Regions from separate parts of the Zea mays genome. Here region 1 is linked to region 2. Evidence: chromatin contacts called from public Hi-C data. All regions are on one chromosome and are shown on one strand. The core of a region is the stretch at or near the end of the contact, and the rest is flanking DNA. Distances in the headings are between cores, read along the strand shown.

Region 1 (4,507 bases), core at 1,453-3,952, 170 kb before region 2:
TAACACCATCATAGTGAGAAGAATTTGTGTCCCAATATATAGCGTTTATATCTAAGTATTAGATGGCACATAGCAGATACAATGTTACTGAAGAACAAGACATAATTCTTACCCACTCAATAGGTTAGGAACCCGCACTTTCATTCTTTTACGGATTTGCTTAGCAATTGTGTCAACCAAAGCAATTCTACCAAGCTTATTCTGAGGAGATCCAGTTAAGATGTTTTTCAGGCTTTCAGCTTCAGCTCTCCAGGCTGTTTCTAGTGAGTTTTCAGACCCAACTGATTGTGCTGACGCAATTGCAACAGATTGTCCAATTAGAGCAACCCACTCAATGTCAGGAAGGTTTTTTGGGCCCTTGTTTGACAGTAGGGCCTGAACACAGGCTATAGTTTTTGCATCTCCATTTGCTTGATCAACTTTGCTTATAACACCAACTGTTCTTGTCCCTACAGTTACAGTGAATGAAAATACATCAGTTTCTATAATACAATGGCAATGAAATTACCGTGATATTTTAAGATAAGACAGACCATCTGCATCGATATCCTTGGCCAACCTCAGAGCTCGAGATGATGCAACATCAGCAGCTTGCATTGCGGGTATGACAATGAGCAGTATTGCATCATTGTGCCCAGCATACTCATTGATCTAAAGTAAGAAACAATCAGCACTCCGCTAAAGAGTAAGCAAATTGATGGCCTTAAAAGAACTAGATGTGATCTCCATAAGTACAATGTGTAAGGAAAATTCAAAAACTATAAAATAAAATGAAACAAGCTGCAGAGAAACGAAAGCTATGTTCTAGTGGTCCTAAGATGCGAAAGGGACTCTAGCTGAGTTGGTTAGGTGGTCAGAGTAGCACTTATCAGGTCCTGAGTTCGACTCCCTGTGAGAGATAATTTCGTACTGAGGTTAAAAATCTCCTCACCAGTTCTACACCAAAGCACAACTCTAAGACCCAGCCCTGGCTGTGGTCATTCTCATATGAGCTACGGTGCCGCTGTGTATGGGTAGGACATGGGTCCAATGGTTTTCTTGACTTGCATAAGGACTTCTTAATGCAATACATGGGGCTGTTTTACCCGCGCAGGTCAAGTTTTTTTATTGGTCCCAAGATAAAATGTGTAGCTTGTGTTTCAAGATTCAATGGTCTGATGAAAGTTCATTGTGGATATTATGGTGCAACCAGTTAATCAGCACTCCACCTAATCTCTAAGCATCTATGTCTAGCAAAAATAGTTTAGAAATAATTCAAATACCTACCATGGAATCATCAACAGCTCCAATGGTCTGATGAAAGTTCATTGTGGATATTATGGTGCAACCAGTTAATCAGCACTACACCTAATCTCTAAGCATCTATGTATAGCAAAAATAGTTTAGAAATAATTCAAATACCTACCATGGAATCATCAACAGCTCGCTGGTCTATCCCAGGTAAATCAATCAGCTTTAATGAGGGAGCTGAACAAAAGGCAAGAAAAATACGGTGAGGATTTCATAAAGCAGCACAGCAAATAAAAGCAAACTAACAAAGCATATTTAGTACAGAAATTATGTGTGGGTTCACCAATGTTAGAACATATAAACATGTACCCGTAAATGATTATACTGCTCTACAGGCAACTTGCCAACACAGAGCGTGCAAAACTCACAAGCATACATATCCCAGCTGTTATTTCATCATCGTTCAATTTACGCATATCATTTTTCAACACCTTACACCATCACCAAAAGTATGAGCATATACTCAACACCTTGTTCTGTACGATGCTGGTGAAACGGAAAGAAAAACAGCTGCATAGTTGCTTAAATGGTTATACTACTCGCAGCACAAACAAACCTGTACTGGTCCGCAGTTTGAGGTAAATCTCATCAACACGGCCCCTCCCTGATCCACCAGATGCTCCCCTGCTGAGTCTGTCCTGCAGTGAATGCCGGAGAGCACCTGCAGCACAGCAGAACGAACCAGGAAATTTCAAGGTCAAGATCAGGCTCAGTCCCAAGCTTCCAGAACTCGCTAATAGATGCATGAAGCACGGCCACGAGATCCAACTTACTTGCGGAAACCTGCTGCGACTTGCTGTCGATCTGCAGCACGATGGACTTGCTGCTGAGCCCCGGCTCCCTCTGCAGGTCAACCACTATCGGCGCCCGCGTCGCCCCGTTCTCCCCCGTCGGCTGCACCGCACACCAATACCATCCAAATCCAGTAAAAAACACAGCACGACAAGGGAAAAGGGACGAAAGGGAACTAAGCTGCTCGGCTAGGAGGTAGGAGCTCACCAAGACCGGGTGGCCGATGAGGCTGTTCAGCACGGCCGACTTGCCAGCGCCCTACATGAACAAACGGATCGGAAAAGATCAGATCGGGTCACACGAGCAGTAGTGCGGCACGCTAGCAGCAGGAGCAGATCGCGAGGGGTCTAGTGTGCTGAGAACGGCGGAGGACCGATACTCACGACGTTGCCGAGGGCGACGGCGTTGAGGAAGGTGGTGGGGCGACGCGGCGCGGCGTCGTCGGAGGGGTCGTCGTCGGCGAGGAGTGACGCCGCCTGGCGCATCGACTCGGCGAGCTCCGATAGCTCCTCCATGGCCTCCATGGTCAGTGGTCTCCCCGACGGCGGATCTCGACTGGAGGAGGCAACTGGCGGCGAAGGAGGAGACCCAGACCTGAGCTCTGACGCGGATTTGAAATCTACACGGGGATGGGATGGGAGAGACGTGGGGGGTGATGGATTTGGGCGACACACGAGAGGGACAGACTCACATACAGCGGAGAAGGTGGGACTGGAGGAGGCGAGGAGCACATCAACGGACTCGTTTGCTTGCTTGGCTGCGAAGGTGCACATTTATTTTATTTTTTTGCAATAATTACCATTGTAACTTTAGATTATTGGATCCATATGTCATTGACTCATGTGAATCTTACATGTAAGTGAGATAGCAATAATATATTAATATATGTCTAAAGTTGTAATCTTCTAATGGTATAGATCCAAATTTTCTTTTTTAGACAATTTACTACTAAAAAATATCAGGTTATTTTCTTGATCTTTAAATTATATTTTTTTCTACATAACATTAAATATAAATTTAGTTCTACTACCATTAGTTCTAATATCCAACGGGATAATTTTTATATAAGGGCTAGTTTTGAGAACCCTATTTTCAGAAGGGATTTTCTTTTTTCCAAGAAAAAATTAGTTCATTTTCCCTTGGAAAAATAGAGTTTCCAAACTAGCCCTAAAAATATGATTTTACCTTTATTGAAGATAGATATAATTTGTTGTTAAGTGTAATATATTTCTATGATAATCTAAAGTGCACTATTTTAATATAAACACTTAAATTTGTATTAAAGTTGTAATAAAAATAACGTTGTTATTTTTTTTGAAATATTGTGATCATTCAACTTTAAATCTCTACATTTATAATTTTTTAAATAGTTTGTAGTACATTGTTTTAATATAAATAATGATAGTAATTTTTATTACAAAATTTAATACAAAATAAGTATTTATTAAAATAGTTTACTACAAATTATTATTGAAATATATTACAACAAATTATATGGGCCACCTTTAATAAGGATAAAATCATCTTTTTACATGAAACTTAACACAACTAGAGACAAGACTAATGGTTCGGTAGCCTAGAGCGGTTAATAGACTATACCTAAAATTTTCACCAAAAACTTCAAAATAAAGTCAAATTACCAATTAGACTGTTGTTAGCCGGTTCAACCGCTACCAGGGGCACTTGAACCACTATGAACCAGTTCAACTGCGAGAGTAGATCTAAATCAAGAACAACGCGGATAATAATAAGAGTTTCTTTTAGACACGAGTTCTAGGGACAATCTAGATGAAAATGTTATGGAAGTGAAGCAACTCTACAAAATCCACACGCGCGAAGAATCACACAACTCCTTGCTTGTTAAAGATAAATCACAAAGATGAACACAACAAGAACACAAGATTTATCCCGAGATTCGGCCACACCGCAAATGTGTCCTACTCCCCGTTGAGGAGCCCACGAGGAGCCAGGTCCTTTCTAACCCTAATCCTCCCTTAGCCGACCATGAAGGTCAAGACAGTTCCTTTCTCAAATTAGCTCAAAAAGCAGGTGATACAAACTTCTTAGGGTCGTCCACAAATTCGGAGACTCCTAAACAACCTCACTCATCAAGGAACACTAGGTTCCAAGAGTAACACATTCGCACGAGTTGATGTTTGCAACAAGCTCAAATAAGGGAGAAAAGAGAAGGATAATGGAAACCAAATCGTGGATTCAAGGAACTCAAACCTCACACCAAAATGCTCCTTCAATCAATCGAAGAGCGCGAGATTTGGGGTGTGAGAGAGAATTGGAGCTCTTGTTTGAAGTTTGGTGGGGAGTAAATGTGTTGAGCAGCCAAAGTAAATGAGGGGAGAGAGAGGATAGGATATATATAGGTGGCTCTCTCAAGAGGGTGACTATTGAACTTTCTGCGCAAAATATG
Region 2 (4,076 bases), core at 1,392-3,891:
AGGGATCAAACAGACAAAAAATAAACTCTGCATAATTGGATTATTAAAATCTATGGTAATAACATGTAATATTGGATCTTTACTGATTTACGAATGAGTTTCTATAGCATATATATGTAAATATGTTTATTTCATTACGAGTTCAGATTTTGGAATTTAGGTAAAAAAAATTGATCGTCTTTTCTTAAATGAATCGAAAAATACAACCATCCATGTTTTCCTTTTTAAAAAAAATCTAACACCCATATGACTTCTAGACATGGAAATAGGTTTTTAAACATTGTAACACAAGCCATGTCAAGTACACGGCTGCTTGTTTATATACTGATTAAGTATCAGAAGAGGTGAAGCTAAAGCTTGGCATTTATGACAATACTATGAACCTCTAAAAAATCTAGCACCTAAGAATTCATAGTTGCTGCAAACAGAAGTGCTTGACAAGTTAATTGCATGAAATTAAAAGAGAACAAACGGTGTTTTGGTAATGCAAATTTGTTTCTTTGAAAAAAGAATTCAACACTGCACTTATGCAAATGAAAATGTTAAGCTCACCTTGATTCTGATATTGTGGACGGAAGGACACAGCAAGGTTTTCCCAGTCCTGAATGTTCTTCCTCTCCTGCTGCTTAACAGTTTGATCATCAGTTTCGTGTTTCTTTGCACCAGCAGGGTGGAAGGGCCCATAAACAAAGTCACTCCTTTTCCCTTGCACCAGCTGCCTCTCAAAAGTCTTCACTATGTTACCAGCACCCTGCATGAGCTTGACTTTGTTCTCCGCTGCTGAGTCTAACTTGCCTCGCTTATTGTCAATGTTTGTAAGATCAGTACCAAATGCTCTCTTATTGGGCATTGCCTTCATCGATGGAGGTACAGAAACCATGACATTGTTATCTTGCTTTCGCTTTGCCTGGCCTAGCCACCGGAATGCAGGTTTTCTTGTGTCTGCTTGCTGCGTCTGAAACAAACGTTACAAGAAACTTCAGCAGCCACCAGCCAGAAATATCATTCCATTCATTTGAAATGGTATGCAGTCGAGAACCTACCTTCTCAATGAGGTTCAAAGAAGACAGCACATTGGCAATGTCATACAATCGACGAACTTTGGCTGCTTTGCATATTAGAATCAGTGCAAATTCTATTTGGATATGAAAAATATTTGGCATAAGCATGGAATTAAACAAAAGGAATGCATGTACTAACTTCTCATGTTGCTGTCTGCATGTCCCTCTCCAAGGAGAAGCCTTGCAGCTTCGTCAAGTGAGATTGTCCCAACCTGTACGAAATACAAGCCTCATTACAGTTAAGTGCGAAAGGGAAATAACCCAAACCATACAGGGTGATTTCAGTCCTCTCACCTCCATGTTGAGGAAGAGCTTGACAAAATTCTGAGTGAGGAGCCCAAGGGACTTCTCCTTCCGATGATCTATGTATACAACACCAAAACTCTAAGTGAGCACACAACATAAAAGATAGAAGGCTCTATGTAAAACAAGAAAAGAACTAAACCTCTATACCAGATCTAAGGCGGCAGCTGGGTGCGTCAGGCTTATCAGACGTATTGTCAACAGGTTGGCTGAGCTTCTCGCTCTCAGCATCTTCATCAGCATCGCCCAATTTTTCATCATCCTCATCATCTGATAACTTTGCAATCACAAACCCCAAAGAAATTGATACACCAACAGCAGGTATTTTGTAACAAGACCAATTTCAAGCAAATCCAGTTGAAGAAAACTAACGTTGGCAGTAGAGGAGTCCTCCATTGACAGTAACACCGGTGATCCGGACATCTTCCTTAGCGCCCTCTCCTAATCAGACCAAACACGATTGACAAAAGAGGGAGAAATTGTGGATAACGAGATTAGTAATGGTAGCTAAGATGGGTGGGATTCAGAACTGCAGGATCTAATTCAGACCTTGAGTTCTTTCAGCGCAGCAGGGACTCCCCCGAATCCGAGCCATGTATACCGATTCTTGGCCCTCCGCACAAGAATCTGCAAGAGGTCCCCCAACACCCAGGAATTGTTAAAGCAGGATAGCACATCACAGTTCGAAAACATAAGAACGCGAAATCGCATTCCAAGGACGGCTCACCCCGACGCTCTCGAGAACGTTGACTATGTCGTAGATCCGGCGTCGCTCGACGCCGAGACGCTTGGCCGCGTCGTCCAGCCCAATCACCTCCACGTCCTCCCGGTCGTACAGCGCCACGAAGCTTCAAGAAGGAAGGGATGATACCAAAGGTCAAGGGCTCAAGGGACCGCACACCGCGAGCATCCCGGGCGAAACCGAGGGCGTGAGAAGCGAGAACTGGCCTTACTTGGAGCAGAGAAGGCCGAGCGACTTCTGCTTGCGGCTGTACGCGTGGTGGCGGCAGGCTCGCGCGACGCCGCTGCCGCTGCCGGCGCCGTGGACGCGCAACTGCGGAGCCTCCGCCGGCGGCTGGGCGGCGGCCGCGGAGGACTCGGCGCCAGAGAAGGAAGGCCCGGGGGCGGGGGTGGCGGCGGAGGCATCCATCGAGGGCGCGCGAGCTGGGAGGGTTTGGCTCACGCGGTTCGGGAGATGGGGAGACCGGGAGAGGGAATGCTCTTCTTCGCCCTTACCTGAAGTGATTTTTTTTTCGACTGTCCTTTCGTCCCTGTAGATCTGCGGAGCTGGACGGGGACTCGAGGAGAGAATTCACGCGAGGCCGTTGGGTAATTTGGCGCCCGCCACAGCGGATCCACAACTTTTCAAACGCCTCCATCCCGCGTTGCCGCGACCTTGTCGGTTTAAAGTTTTCCGCGCGGCTCCGGCTTTCTTAACATTTTTTTATATCTTAAACTTTTCACACTACAACAGTTTAATTAGGAGAATCATTTAGATACAAATTACTCTCTATATCTATATACTTTTTAACAATTTTTCTATATATTATACGTATTTTTAAGAATAAATCATATTTTTCATGTATAAATATCGAAATTTTTTGATTAAAAGATAGCAATATATGAATCTAATTGAAAGTTGGTGGAATGTTTTTTACTGAAATCCTTATTTTTATTTATATAATATAAATGATATAAAGAAACTCTAGATATGCTAAACCAGATTTGTTTTGAACTGCTTCGCTGCATAAAAATCAAATCTATTTAGTAAGAATCTATTTGAGACTATTTTGTTTTATATATTTTATAACATAAAATGTAAGCGAGCTTTGTTCGCTCCTGATGGGAAACTTGTTCCTAGAATCAAACACCCCTGAAAGCAAAGGACATAGGTGTCGTTCGGTTCATAAAATATAACATAATTGACAACAGTAATGATTCACACTTGACTACCACCGGTAATAAGCCTAAATAGGTCGTTATTGGTTTACATTGTGATATCTAGTTACGGTTGAACTTAAACAAATATGATTTAATGTTACCAGTTACTTATCATATTATAAAAATGTGAACCAAACAACATCATAGTGCTAGAGCCAACATGTATTAAGGCTTTGTTTGGAACTCGTAAAGCGAATAGGTAGCTAGTTAACACATTGTTGGTTGAATTGAGTCGGTCGATAAACTAATTGTTAGTTGTGAGATATATAACAATTAGTTGGGGTATCAGCTAAGGGTGTTTAGAACATCTACATCTATTTTTTTGCAACTAACTATTAATTCTAGAGGTTATAAAGAGAACCTAAGACTAGTTTCAATAGTTCACCCAGACCCTCCACCCTAAATAGGAGGAGCTTTAGGGGAAATTGCCCTCCAATGATTTCTCCTAAAGCCCTCCATACTAAGGGGAGAGGAAACACTACGTATATAGCGAGTGATCATATGATTCATTTTAAATTTCAAAAAATGATAAATAATTGTTAAATAATTGTGTTACAATGTATAGGGAGAATGATTAGAGACACCCTATATGTAGGGAGAGTATCTTTTAGGGGTGTATTAAAATATAATATAAATCTTATATAGTGGGAGATGTATGAGGGAATGGTTGGAGAGTCTGAGAAAAATAGTGCTATAAGATTGTTTCCAATGGTCCCCCAACAACTCTCTCAATATGCACTTTCTATTTATATTTTTAACTACTTCACACTA

The links. A called contact is a pair of places that touch in the nucleus more often than the background predicts.
Region 1: a Hi-C map of leaf shows a contact between it and region 2, with 6 times the contacts expected there. The contact joins the promoter of LOC100286124 here to the promoter of LOC103629955 in region 2. A contact is called at or near these places in 4 of 25 Hi-C or Micro-C datasets (ear, leaf and tassel).

Annotation. Positions count from the first base shown.
Region 1 is chr6:126,139,045-126,143,551 of Zm-B73-REFERENCE-NAM-5.0, reverse strand. LOC100286124 (dynamin-2A) reads right to left here and starts at 2,702. Exons shown (of 22, transcript NM_001159012.2): 1 at 2,466-2,702; 2 at 2,290-2,340; 3 at 2,064-2,184; 4 at 1,847-1,951; 5 at 1,406-1,467; 6 at 534-651; 7 at 113-449. The coding sequence starts at 2,606.
Region 2 is chr6:125,973,298-125,977,373 of Zm-B73-REFERENCE-NAM-5.0, reverse strand. LOC103629955 (E2F transcription factor-like E2FE) reads right to left here and starts at 2,641. Exons shown (of 11, transcript XM_008651054.4): 1 at 2,318-2,641; 2 at 2,092-2,212; 3 at 1,914-1,991; 4 at 1,737-1,805; 5 at 1,515-1,641; 6 at 1,356-1,423; 7 at 1,201-1,273; 8 at 1,044-1,105; 9 at 553-955. The coding sequence starts at 2,514.